Linked DNA regions of Rattus norvegicus: region 1 is linked to region 2. The links are chromatin contacts, called in public Hi-C maps. All regions are on one chromosome and are shown on one strand. Each heading gives the region's core, a stretch centred on a gene start, on an enhancer-like site or on the middle of the called end of the contact. The rest is flanking DNA. Distances are from core to core; before and after follow the strand shown. Region 1 has its middle 7.8 kb from the start of Fech. Region 2 overlaps Onecut2 (one cut homeobox 2).

Region 1 (3,841 bases), core at 381-2,880, 140 kb after region 2:
AAGAATCTTTGACATGGCCCTCCGATTGCTGTCCCTGCAGTACTGTGATGCACACTTGAGTTTCTCAAGGCCCAGAAGCATGGGGCTGGGAGAGATGGCTCAGTGGTTAAGAGCACTGACTGCTCTTCCAGAGGTCCTGAGTTCAAATCCCAGCAACCACATGGTGGCTCACGACCATCTGTAATGAGATCTGAGGCCCTCTACTGGTGTGTCTGAAGACAGCTAAAGTGTACTCATATATGATAAATAAATAAATTTTTAAAAAAAGGTTCAGAAGCATGGACAGAATGGGAGCGCAACTGGACTAACATTAAGACACACACATATGCCTGAGCTCATATTTGTAAGACTGCTTTTGTCCCAACTTCCAGGATGATAAAAGTGTCCCCAGTGTCTGTCCAGCAATCCTGAGGTGTCCTGACTCTCAAAAAGTCTGACATTATCTTTTTGGCTCTACTGTCTTACTCTTTTAAAGTGTGTAGATCTGTGTAAATTTAAGGTGTAAAATTCCATTTTTAATTCCCTTCAGAAACCGTGCACACCACAAGCTTCTTTTGCTATGGACTAGAGAGCCAGCCTTCTGGTTTCCCTACAGAAGAGCCAGGTCTCTTGAGTCCCCTTTGCTCTAGCTCCATCACTCAGCTTTCACGTGGATATTTATCCTGGAGGTGGTTATACTCAGAGCAGTACTTATGCGTACACTGTTCTGTATTAATGCTCTGCTCAAAGTCCCTCAGCACCTTGGCTGGGCTCAATTCGCGACTCTAACTGTGAAGGTTTGTATGTACTTGGCCCAGGGAGTGGCACTTAATAGTAAGGGAAGTGGCCTTGGGGTAGTTGTGACCTTGCTGGAATAGGTGTGTCACTATGGGCATGGGCTTAAGACCCTCATTCTAGCTGCCTGGAAGCCAGTCTTCCCCCAGCATCCTTCAGCTGAAGACATAGAACTCTCAGCTTCTCCTGCACCATGCCTGCCTGGACACTGCCATGTTCCTGCCTTGACGATAATGGACTGAACCTCTGAACCTGTAAGCCAGCCCCAATTAAATGTTGTCTTTCTAAGAGTTGCCTTGGTCATGGTTTCTGTTCACAGCAGTAAAGCCCTAACTAAGACACAAACCTAACAGCTCTGGCTTTGATGCTATCTCCACCCCCTCCCTCCAGTTCTGATTCCGGGAGCTGTTCTGTTCACATTCAACTGAGACAGAAAGCATTACATTTATCCAATGAATGTGTTTACAGTAGGGGGGGAGCAAAGGGGTGCACAGAAGTTGAATTTACTTTGGTCGGGATCAGAAGGGCAAAGGAATGCTCACCAAAGTGGGATTGGAATTTACAAGACAAACTGTTGGCACTGTGGCACTTCCGAGACTGAGGCAGAGGGATTGCCTTAAGTAGTGATGTCTCAAAACAGAAACGGCAGACGTGATTTTTACAAGGGAAAACTGGAACACGCTGAGCCCGAGGAGACATTGGGACAGGAAGGAAACACAAGGGAAAGGGGAGAGCTGTCTCGTGTAAGGCTTCCTCTGTGATCTTCTCCGAGAAAACACCCGTCTCCATGAGTGCACAGCCCTTGGCAGTCCTTTAAAGGCTGTACAAAACTAACAGTCCAAGGTCCATTTAGTCCACACACCTCCCCCATTCTAAAACCTTTACTCCAAGCAAAGGTAACAAAGATGGTCCCCAGACTTACCAGGTATTAGGACCTGCGACTACACAAAATCCAACATCCCATTCTAACTACTGGAGAGAGACAGCATTCAGCAGTCACCGGTCACGACCTCATCTAAGCCTGAGCTAAGGATGTCCTTATATCACCTCTCCTTGCCTAAGGATGAACGGGGCTTGAGTGGCATGGACTAGAGGAAGTCTTCGGACTCAGGTTCACTGGCTTACCCAATGAGTCCATTTCCTTCCCAAGTCAACAGATGTGGGCTCCTAACGGCGGCAGCTGTAAAGGAAGTTAGCCCACATTTAGCCACAAGGATAAAAGAAGTACTGACTTTTTAAAAGAGGGTTTCCAATAAGTGCTTAGACCCTGTCAATTATTGACTCCATTCACCAAAACCATGTCTGAAAGATGATTCTACCCTATTCTACAGGTGAGGAAAACACATTTCCAGAGGGCCCCTGAGGCCAGTTAGTCTGGGACAGGGCTGGTATTTGCAACCGGGTGTGGCTTGTTCCCACGGTGAAAAGGTGGTTCCATTCTTTCTGAACACAATTCAAAAAAAAAATTTTTTTTTACCACAGACAGGGCCCAGAGAGCCCTTGTGGAGTTTGCCACCAGTGTCTTGAGTTTATTAGAGCTGCTGGCCATAGCTGAGAGCCTGTGACTTGACACATGGCTGAACTGGGATGCCCCGAGGAAATTCAACAATCAAGTCCAAGGATAATGCCTCTCAGATTCCCAACACCCACTTATACACCACATCCAGCCTCTCCACAGTTTATGTTTGTTTGTGTGTGTTTTTCACTGCTTGCCAACCTGTCTTTCCCAACGCCTAATGACTATGTATCCTTCCCTTTGTACTTTCTTCCTTTTGACTTGTGCTCAAATGTGGAGTAACGACCTCTGGGCCAGAGGGGGCTTGGACACACAGTTAGCTTCCCTTCGGCCCAAACCCCACTGAAATCTCCACAGAGGTCTTAGAATGATGTTGGTGGATGCTCTGTGTCTCCAAGAACTAGAGGGAGAACAAAAGACTGAGAGGGAAAGATTACTACAGCAACAGATTTTTAGAAGCTAGAGGGCAGATGAATCAATATTTCATGGTTCAGCCACCCGGAGAAAAACTGAATTGTAAGCTGGCCATTCTAAAATAAGAACCATTTAAATTTAACCAAGAGGACCCCTAGTGACTGGGCTTGGTGGTAGCAGGCTTTGGAAAGGGGAGATGAGGGAAACATGGTGTAATGAGATGGATTGAAAGTTTGTCAAAACAGCTGTCAGATGCCCTGGTTCCCACTCTGCAGTGGGGCACAGCTCTCCTCCCTAACTGAAGAGCACATTCCCCAGTAAGCTGGAGTTCTAGGTAAAGGCAGGTAGACAGCCCAGGAGACTTTTACCGGAAGAATGTAACAGAGAGATTATTACCCAGCATGTCTGAAGTAGCATACCTGACACTACTAATGGTTAGGAAAACGAGACGGCACAGAAGGAAAAGCAATTCCAATTTACCACGTCTCCAAAAGAAATGACAACTGAAGGAAGCTGGAAAGACAGGGATGTAAGCATGAACGGTGCAGATGGGAAAGGTGTGGTTCTTGTCTTCCACAAGACAGACGGCTTTGATGATGAAGCATCATGGAGAAAATGCATGTGCTTCTGCAGCATGGAGCTCACTGTTAAATGAAGCTAAACGCTGACAAATCCCTGTCTCTAAGCTGACATGCTACCATTAGGTCCAAGCTGAGTATTCACCCAGTGTTCACACTCAGGACGTCTTCTAATTCTGATCAAGCTGATGTCTGGCTAACAGGACAAGAGTGAACACACTTTGAGGACTAGTCACTACTGTGAATGCTTTCCAGATGCTATGAATTACAGTACCTGACGCTCATGCCACCTTTATTCCTAGGGGTCAAAGACACACACAATGCTAAGACAGTTTAAATAACTCACCCTTTCCCTAGCACCCCCATTTTGTAGTGGTGTAAATATGCTTGGCCCATAGGAAGTGGCACTAGTAGGTGCCATTGGAAGAAGTGCATCACTGTGAGGGTGGGCTTTGAAGCTCCGCCCAGTGTGGAAGAATCAGTCTTCTAGCTGCCTTCAGATCAAGATGTAGACCTCTCAGCTCCAACTCCAGCACCATGTCTGTCTGGACACTGCCAT
Region 2 (4,341 bases), core at 500-2,999:
TCGCCAGCTCCCAGAACATGAGCTTTATGCTGCCTGACATTCTTAAAGGAACCTGTCTGCCTTGCATTTTACTCCCCTTGTTGGAGAGGTCACGGGCAGTGGAGTCTGGATGTATATTAAGCCAGTTCTTGCTTGGTGGCTATTACCAGCAATTTCCCATTCTACCCTAGAGCATCTCCCTGGAGCAGCTTGGTCTCCCCACCTCCTAGGGTAAGGCTTTGGGCTTTGCCCAAGCTGAGTCTGTTAGGGAATCAGTTGTAAACACAGATCCATTGATTTGCATTTGTCAGAGAGTAAAGTTAAACCAGGGAAAAGAGAAGCCCTTACCCTTTTATGCAGGGCCAGGGAAACCTTTCATATTGATCCTATTGATCCAACCTTTCCCTTTAAGGAAACCACATAGTTAAAGACCCTCGTTCAATAGATTTACCCTTCGTGCCTATGATATTCCTCTAAGTGTTCTCATCTAGGGTAGCTGGACATTCCAAGCCAAACAAAAAATGAAAATGGGGGCTGAAGGCGGGGGGGGGGGGCAGGAGGCGGAACTGTGGGAAGTGAAATTAAATCAGACCAAAACATATAGTGACACAGCTGGGCATGTTTTGATCACTCTGAAATGACACGCAGAGATAAAGATAAATTAGATGCATTTAGCAACTCCCCTCCTTTTTTTTTCCCCCTCACAAATGAAAGTCAGTTTCTAAGGCGAAGACCAGCAGTGTCTTAGGAACAGCATTTCCTAATGTAAGGGGATTTCCATCGAACCACTAACTTGGCTCATTTAAACGGTTCGTGTAAAAGCACTATTTCTGCCACAATCAAGAATAGAATTGGTACCTACCATTGCAATATTTTGGACTCCATATGTGATCGTGGACACCAAAACTGCTTAAGAAGGGACTTAGAGTCATGGTGATGGAAGCCACAGAAGCCAGTTTAGGTATGAAGAACAGGGTTTCTCATAGAGCACTGTAGACGAAGTGAGAGTTGCCGCCTGTGGTCTAGCATTTCTCTCGCTTGCAGATATGAAAACGAAAGTCCCTTCGTCCCTTGAATTACTGGCACAGCTCCATCCTTTCTTTTCCAGCCCTTCTTTGTTCCGTAAGTTACATCAATTCATGATTTTTTTTTCAAAATGGCACATGGACCCTTCTCCATTGGCTATCTCTTAGATTGTTTTTGTACACTCATGTTTGTCTTACATGATTGAAAAATATTAATGATTCCTTAGGTGAGTTAATGTATTTATCTGCCGAGTGGGTTCAAAGGGCAGAGTTCAGCTATGGTTCAGGTTAATTGAACAGGAAGCAGTGGGCTCTCTAGGTTGTGTTGAACAAGGGATTAGCCCCTTAAAAATATCACCTTTAGCAAACACACAATTTCACTGCCCTTATTCTGGAGTCTGATGTAAGAGGCTCCAATTGATGCAGATTGCCTGTTAAAAAACAAAAACAATCCAAAGCAAAGGGCAGCAACTGCAGCAAAATGCCCAGAGTCCCCCTCCGGGAAGAAGAGTTTTCTCATTGGCTAATTGCTTTATTGGTAGCCTGACCTGCAGAGCAGCTGCAGGGGCCCAGATGAAGGCATGGGCCTTGGAATAATGTGATCCATTAGAACAGGGCAAGGCATTTTTTTTTTTTGTTTACTCAATTGGAGCTCCCTGCAAAGTGCCATTAACCCCAACCCAAATGTGTGTGCAAAAGCCAAAGGTCACGCTAGTCATCTGCTGGTGGAGCCAGCCTCTGCCCCTTGTCCAAGGGAGGGGGCATCTTGCTGGCACTGCCTTCCTTGGAGTTTGGCCCAGTCTCTTGGGCCTCTCCAAGGTTTTGACCAAAGCAAGCAGTTTCACCAATTGTTTACATTTCCCAACTGCTGAATCACAGTATTGCTGATTAAACAGTTTTGATCTGAGCATGAGCGCATGCGTGCTCACTAACACACACACACACACACACACACACACACACACACTCCCCCCACTAACCCTCCCTAGTCTATTTTTGTTCCCTCTATTACTATGCGTTACAGTAAATAGAACTGTGCACACAGCGCTTTGATCATAAACAATGGATGCATTACTTGGATCAAGCAGAAGGTACGGACTAGAGTAGGAGCAGAGTCAAGGCTTGCTACAGAGACGCTGGTAACTGCAGTTGCACCTGCTGAGAGTCTTGATCTGTGATCAGCTCCACCTCACCCAAGGCCCCTTCCTTCACTTCCTGTCTCATGCTGATGCTTCATTCCCTATCTTTCGCATTGCTGCCCGCTGCTAACACTACCGTCTTAGATATATATCATAGGAGGCCTTCCCATGCTCCTTTGAAAATCAAGCCTCTGTTTCATTGTCAAGGAGAAACCAGCCAATAGTTCTACTGTGAGTGAGGTCTTGAACCACAGAGCAATTGAGGTAACAACATCCTGCTCAGTTGGGTGGTGTTGGGTGGAAGGGCAGAGAAAACAAGAAATGTGTGTGGGACCAAAGAGGAGTGGCCATCTGTGGAAGAAGAATGGCATAGCTGATGGTGCCAGAGAAGACTATGATTGATAAGCTGATCCACGGAGGTAAAATATTGTAAAGGAGACTAGAGAGAAGGAGATATGGTGAGGGTGAGGAAGAGAAAAACAAAGACCTGAGTCAGTGAAGTAGACTTGAAGGCTAAGGGTGGGGCTGACTGTGGTTTTATGGGGTGTAGCTGTTTTTGACATCATCTCCCCCCTGTCTGCCCAGCCAGGAGCCTCGCCCACAACCCCCAGCCTAGTGCTTGTGGGTGGGTTGTAGCCTGCACGCTTAAAGAGTTTCAGCACCTTGAACAGCGCCACGGAGCAGCCCTCCAGCTGCGGTGCCTGGCTGTAGGACCCTCTGCCTAGATCAGGGAGATAGATGTCTGAGTAGGGACATAACTCCAGTCCTGAAGATTTCTGTGCCCAGAGAGGTGCCGGGGGATAGCGCCTCAGATTTTCCTCTCACATTGGATGGTTTCTTGGAAAAACAAATAAGATAACCCACCTTTCCTCCCAAGGGGGAAGAGCAGGATGTCTGTGCAAGAAGGCAGGGTGGAATTGTCCAGATGTGGCTTCTTTCTCCCTGTCGCGTTCAAAGGAAGTGATTGACACTCTCAACACGTGTTTTAAGACCCGGACTCTCTTCTAAGCTTTGTGCCTGGTGGCCCCTTTCCCCCGGAATGTATGCAAATGAGGGCTTCTGCTCTCCAACTGTGTGCTGCTGGCTTTTGAAAGCACAAGCCTCACAGTAGTAAGCAGAATTCCCACACTAAATCAGCAGCAGTGTTTCAGAGAGACCCCATTATAAGACATATGAACTTCACTGGGGGTTCAGTCTTAGCAGGACCCAGGGCTTCCCCTTCCACTGGTGCTCTTACTAGGATATTCATTGCTACCTATGAGGTCAGAGTCCAGTGTCAGTCCATGTATAGTCTTTAGTTAGTGGCTTAGTCCCTGGAAGCTCTGGTTGCTTGGCATTGTTGTACATATGGGGTCTCGAGCCCCTTCAAGCTCTTCCAGTTCTTTCTCTGATTCCTTCAACGGGGGTTCTATTCTCAGTTCAGTGGTTTGCTGCTGGTATTCGCCTCTGTATTTGCTGTATTCTGGCTGTGTCTCTCAGGAGCGATCTACATCCGGCTCCTGTCGGTTTGCACTTCTTTGCTTCATCCATCTTGTCTAATTGGGTGACTGTATATGTATGGGCCACATGTGGGGCAGGCTCTGAATGGGTGTTCCTTCAGTCTCTGTTTTAATCTTTGCCTCTCTCTTCCCTGCCAAGGGTATTCTTGTTCCCCTTTTAAAGAAGGAGTGAAGCATTCACGTTTTGATCATCCATCTTGAGTTTCATTTGTTCTAGGCATCTAGGGTAATTCAAGCATTTGGGCTAATAGCCACTTATCAATGAGTGCATACCATGTATGTCTTTCTGTGATTGGGTTAGCTCACTCAGGATGATGTTTTCCAGTTCCAACCATTTGCCTACGAATTTCATAAAGTCGTTGTTTTTGATAGCTGAGTAATATTCCATTGTGTAGATGTACCACATTTTCTGTATCCATTCCTCTGTTGAAGGGCATCTGGGTTCTTTCCAGCTTCTGGCTATTATAAATAAGGCTGCAAGTGGGGGGAGGGCGGCAATGGGGTGAGGGTTGGGAGGGGAACACCCATAAGGAAGGGGAGGGGGGAGGGGGATGTTTGCCCGGATACCGGGAAAGGGAATAACACTCGAAATGTATATAAGAAATACTCAAGTTAATAATAATAAAAAAAAAGGAAAAAAAGACATATGAACTTAAAGTCCAAGTTTAGCTGCTCAGTGGTCACTGGTGATGGGGCTGT

The links. Hi-C and Micro-C count contacts between places; a contact is called where the count stands out from the background.
Region 1: a contact with region 2 is called in a Hi-C map of liver, with 3 times the contacts expected there. The contact joins two enhancer-like sites. A contact is called at or near these places in 3 of 12 Hi-C or Micro-C datasets (hepatocytes and liver).

The regions. Positions count from the first base shown.
Region 1 is chr18:60,254,386-60,258,226 of GRCr8, forward strand. No RefSeq gene overlaps it. Among named protein-coding and RNA genes, the nearest start is that of Fech, 7.8 kb to the left of the region's middle. Within about 2 kb of position 1,631, at least 2 of the 93 cell types and tissues checked have an H3K27ac peak or open chromatin away from gene starts, as enhancers often do. A contact at or near this core is called in liver, where this site is marked.
Region 2 is chr18:60,110,727-60,115,067 of GRCr8, forward strand. The region is part of intron 1 of Onecut2 (one cut homeobox 2); the gene reads left to right. Among named protein-coding and RNA genes, the nearest start is that of Onecut2, 11 kb to the left of the region's middle. Within about 2 kb of position 1,750, at least 3 of the 93 cell types and tissues checked have an H3K27ac peak or open chromatin away from gene starts, as enhancers often do. A contact at or near this core is called in liver, where this site is marked.